Linked DNA regions of Zea mays: region 2 is linked to region 1. The links are chromatin contacts, called in public Hi-C maps. All regions are on one chromosome and are shown on one strand. Each heading gives the region's core, a stretch centred on a gene start, on an enhancer-like site or on the middle of the called end of the contact. The rest is flanking DNA. Distances are from core to core; before and after follow the strand shown. Region 1 holds the start of LOC100283513. Region 2 has its middle 90 kb from the start of LOC103650238.

Region 1 (2,700 bases), core at 192-2,691:
CTACAATAAAAGTTGGTTTTGCAAGTTTCAGCTTCTGATGCAAGCATGCTTGTCCACGGGTCCGCAAAGAAGCATTTTCGTGGATTCCATGAAATCCGCAAAAAGTGGCCTATTTGTGAACAAGCGCGGCATGAACAACATGGCAAATATGTCAAGCTATTTGCAAATGTTATTTCAATTATTTCTCTGTAGGTAGAAATTCTTGAGCTAGCAAATAATATGATCAGAAATTAAGAATAATCTAAGCTCTTTTCTTGCCATGGGTCATAATGGTTCTTGAGCCACCAAATGAAGTCATTGATTACCAATTTCATATCAGCACTGCTCACTCATAAAAATGAGTTATTCGATCAAACCTCAGAAAAAATTAAAACCCAGAGGACTCAAATAAATTAAGCAAGATTAAATTCAAAAAGGAAAAACTGTCACAAGTTGCAAATTTAAGGACATGTATAAAGGAGAAAGGACCATGCATTTGCTATCTCAGTTTTTTACAGAACTACATATTTAAGGACAATTCAGAGACTTCAAGAACAGATGTGGTTATATCACCTCAGACAACAGTTGTCAGAAATGCACTTACGAAAGAGAACTATTAAATCCGTGGTTTTGTTAACATCAGCATTTTAAATCTCCAGCTAAGGCATTTAGCAGATGACTTCTAAAACAGCTAGCTTGACAAGCGCCTACCATTTTAGAGTGACATTCCAAATACTGTGGTTACTGTACCGATTTGAACAAAATAGACGAATGGAATTCATTATAACGTATCAGTGCACATGGTCAGTCTTCCACCATTGGCACCAAAGCGTGGAATTAGAAAGTAGATCTTGGGCACCACGAATGGTGCAGGCAGCCAGGAGCCCAGGAAGATATGCAAGCAAGATAGAAATGGACAGGTGCGTCCACGCCAGACCTCGTAAGCATTGGCGATCTTGACGAAGAGCTTCCGCGACTCCGGATCGGGATTCTTGTCCGGGTGGCTGCACAGCACATAAAGTTCAATAAACGGTCATCGCCGGGTCGTATCGGGGGCAAGAGCCGAGGAAGGAGGCCAGGAACTCACTGTTTGAGAGAGAGCTTGTAGTACGCTTTCTTGATGTCTGACGCGTTCGCGTCCTGCTTAACCCTGTGCCACATCGGTTGCTGAGCGGGACAAGAAACCAGTCAAATGGAGGGAAAGAAAGGCAGATGGTACCCTAGGAGGTCGTAGCAGTCGTCTTCGTCGCAGTAGATGGCATCACAAGCAGGGAGGAGGAGGAGGAAGAACAGAGAGAGGAGCTGCGAAGCGGCAGCCATGGAGGCGGATCCGAATTGATTTTGGGCTAAGGTGGAGTGATTTTAGTTGTTGCCCCTAGATACGGTGAGAATTTTGCAAACATGGCACCGTCTATGCCCCGGCTTCAGACTATTGGCACCATGATCGTGGCAATTGAAATCGTGGCATCATAATCTCGCCCGTTTTGAAGATTTAGCATCGCGTGCGCTTAATGGTCATTAGCAATTCTTCACTTACCGTCGTGCCCTTGCTCCGTTACTTCCTTGGCCGCTGTCTTCTTCTACCGTATTCCATTCTCCCTCTCTCCTCTTTCTCGCCCTTGAGTTTGCGGCACTGCCCCAGGATCTCCAGCACCGCCTCCGTCGCCACCATCATGTACCCCATCTCCAGGTGCTGCAGCCTCGGCATGCTACGCGCGATGGTGTGCGCCTCGTCGTGCTGGCACACCTTGTCCGCCAGGTCGATCGGGTGCATCACTCGCCGGAGCCCCACCAGGGACCTGCAGTGCCTGCCGAACACCTCCAGCGCACGGGCTCCAATCTTCGTGCAGCTGCGAAAATCTGAAATGAATGACAGCAACGCTATGCGGACCAACTTACTTGTCTGCGATGAACGAGAACGAGAGAGCATTGCCACATCTCACACTTACTTGTCTGCGATGAACGAGAAGAGTGAATCGCGGAGCAGCCCGGAGACGCTAATCCGGTGGCACGAGCCGCCGTTGCGGCCGACGAGCAGCTCCACCATGCGACCGATCTGCTCCGGCTTGCTCTGCTGCTGGCTCCACTCCTCGATGTCGATCTCCTGCCAGCAGTAGGGGCCGGCGACCACCCGCCCCCAGGACTTGCACACCCGCGGCAGGACGGTGAGCACCTCCTGGAGTGGCAGGTTGCGGAAGATGAGCCCCAGCGCGTCCGGCAGCAGCTCCTCCCAGCACCTGTACTCCTTGTCGTCCTCGCATTCCCCCATCACTTGGTAGAAGAAGATGGCGGCCAGGCAAGTAACGGAGCGAGGGCAGGACGGAAAGTGGAGAATTGCTAATGACCATTAAGCGCACGCGATGCTAAATCTTCAAAACGGGCGAGATTATGATGCCACGATTTCAATTGCCACGATCGTGGTGCCAATAGTCTGAAGCCCGGCGTAGACAGTGCCATATTTGCAAAATTCTCAAATACGGTGGCCCTCACATTATATAATTCAGTTTAAATATAAGTTACTAGGCAAACAAACCGCACATGTTATTGAAAACACATGTTGTTTAAGTGGATTATATAATTTAGGTATCTAAATTATGATAATCTATAAACAAGTTATTAGATGTTTATTTTAGATTATTTTTTTAGTTTTTATCCACTAATAATTTATGTAAACAAACATCTCTAATAGGAGTATAGAAACTAGATTATATAATCCGAAGT
Region 2 (2,700 bases), core at 45-2,544, 240 kb after region 1:
GGATCTAGGTGCCTCATAACCTCGCTTTGCTATCGCATCAAAACATACAGATAGGAAAATAATACTTAAAAATAACATTACACCAAATATGGAAACAAACCACACAATAATATTATATGCATCGTAATAAAATCGTAGGTTCGAGAACCACTAAATTCGGAACTAAAATGACTTAGTTATGAATTTTCTAAGTTTTCTAGAATCATTTTTATCCTAAAAATCATTTTTAGATTCATTTTATTAAAATAAAATTCCCTTTGGACGACACCACTATTACCTGAGAACTCAGGGTCTTCTATGCAAGTTTTAGAACTTGTATGCATGTTTCTGTGAACTACCACAGACAGCGGGTTATTTTGTAAACAACCTAGGGACTCCTTTGCAAATTGCACGACTGAAGGGGTACAAATAACTCAGAGCCATCCAATCATCGACCGACGACCCACATTAGAAGCTTGTTAATTCAACCGGTAAGTATTAGCAGCCATTCGATCCCCATCCCACGGTTGACGCTGCCCCTGATTTGGTACACTCCCGAGATCGTAGAATCACTCATTAATGGCTAAGATTCACCACGGAAGGGTTATCCCTTATCTCAAATCCTAGCCATATATGCACGGATCCACGACCCATGCATCCTGTTCTTCGTCCCACGGACAGAGCCCGGCGGTGCACGCCCGGCACGACGGAGGGCCCCTAGAGTCCAACATGCACCATGATCCTGTGCCAGATATCCCCTTGGAAGTTCCTACATGGAGAGGATGCTATATTGAACAGGGTGGGTGACACCTTACCATTTATCGCACAGTGAGGATCTACTTCCCGTGGTGAGGCGTGGAACCGAGGCATCAATCCACTTCGACGAGCAATTGTAGCGATCTCGGCAATGAATGTCCACCACCTCTACCATGGACACCTTCGTCGTGTCATGGCGAAGCTCCTAGGGCACTTTGTTGGTCCCTGAGCGGCCATGTGGGTAGGATCCACTACGGCGGATTCCCTTTGGTCTTTGTTCGTTCGATAGAGGTGGCTGATCCTCGTGGCGCGTGGTGCCCCGGCTCACATAAGTTGGAGAGGAGGTGTGGCTAGAGCTTTATATTGGGCGCAAAGGAGTCCGAGCCCACGATCATCGCCGTCAGTTGATTGGTGCCCGGGGATGTGGTGGTTGTTGTGCATTCGGCTATGAACAAATAAGGGAGAGATAAGCCTGACGACATGGTCCCACTGGTCGGTGATGCGGCCGCCCCGCACGCGAATACGCGATGCGTGTGGCTGCCTAACGGGGCCTGCTCGTTGACGCAGTGTGGTTGAGAAAAAGAAAAGGGAAAGGATGAGATGGGCTAGTGGGTGAAGTAGTGATCAACTGGGTCGGGTGCAGTGTTGAGGGGAATTGGGACGACCACGCAGAATTCGGCCTAGGTGAGCTCTTGTTCTTTTCTTTTTCTGTTTCCTATTTCTAGTTTTCAAAATTCAAACTAATTCAAGTTTTAGGATTCAAACTAAATGCACACTCATAACTTCAGCATGATGCATAATTATACATATTATTTATATATTAACCATTCTTTTAGATAAATATTTTTAAATATAAATAATTCATGAAAGGAGTAATCCACACAAACAATTTATTTCAAACAAAATCTTTCTTTTTTATTTAAATTTTGAGTTTTTGAATTCACAATCTAGTTTCTAAATTTTGAACACTCAAACTTTAACATTACCACTTATTTAGTTTACAAGAGTAATTCCATATACTTAATCCATCTTTAGAAGATATCATAAAAAATTATAGATAATTTTCGTTAAATCACCAAAATAGGCTTTTAGGGTGTTACATGGGCCTACCGATTATCGTATTTCTCAGCACGTGATTATTATTTTCAAACGCTTGACACAGGTATCCACACGTTAATCCTTATTCTAATTCCGTTCCACAGACACGGCATCCCCCTGGGATCCGTGTCCACAGACAATCATAATCTCATTGTCAAAATGAATACAAACCAATCCTTGACCTCACGCGAGTGCTAGAAAAATCACTTGTTGGGGGTCTTCTTCTCCACCGAAGGTCCACAAGACGAAGACACTGTTAGAAAGCAACAACATCGAATGCCAAAGTTACAACCGAAGGACCACAGCTTCGGCTTAAGGTGGCGTCGAAGGTCAAACATAGAGCCGAGTCGAAAAGGAAAAGACTAGTTAATCCTTGATGATTTATGTTACGATTATGTGTACATGTTAAGGTCATAAATGTATTTTTACTCGGGCTGCGTCCCGTGCCTATAAATAGTTGAACAGTACCCTCGTACTGTTCACGCTGGATTGTAATTACTCTCGCGTCAACACCTTCAAACAAGCCGAAGGTATCAATGAAATATAAATTATGTTAATGTTCATATGTATATCATGAAATAAATATATGAATGAATAACATATATTGTCTCTATGAACTATTATTCTCATGAATGATGAAGGTGTGTCCTTCCTGACCATCGTTCGAAGATCGTTATATCCGAAAGGAGATAATGCTTCGAAGGACGAAGATCCTTAATCTATAACAATTGTGTTGCCTTGTTCTTGATTCACAGCATTTGAGAACAAGTGACCAACATTGGCGCCCACCTCCGGTAAACTCACTTCCATGACTAGGACAATGGCTTCGCAAGGTGATCAAGCTATGACACCTTGGGCTACGAAGCT

The links. Hi-C and Micro-C count contacts between places; a contact is called where the count stands out from the background.
Region 2: a contact with region 1 is called in a Hi-C map of ear, with 2.8 times the contacts expected there. The contact joins the enhancer-like site here to the promoter of LOC100283513 in region 1. A contact is called at or near these places in 3 of 25 Hi-C or Micro-C datasets (ear, leaf and tassel).

The regions. Positions count from the first base shown.
Region 1 is chr3:81,747,233-81,749,932 of Zm-B73-REFERENCE-NAM-5.0, forward strand. It overlaps LOC100283513, which reads right to left and starts at 1,442. Exons shown (of 10, transcript NM_001156413.2): 1 at 1,199-1,442; 2 at 1,067-1,129; 3 at 917-983. The coding sequence starts at 1,299. It overlaps LOC103652030 (F-box protein FBW2-like), which reads right to left and starts at 2,248. Exons shown (of 1, transcript XM_008677688.1): 1 at 1,535-2,248. The coding sequence starts at 2,248. The coding sequence ends at 1,535.
Region 2 is chr3:81,988,852-81,991,551 of Zm-B73-REFERENCE-NAM-5.0, forward strand. No RefSeq gene overlaps it. Among protein-coding and RNA genes, the nearest start is that of LOC103650238, 90 kb to the right of the region's middle. Within about 2 kb of position 1,295, at least 14 of the 20 cell types and tissues checked have an H3K27ac peak or open chromatin away from gene starts, as enhancers often do. A contact at or near this core is called in ear, leaf and tassel, where this site is marked.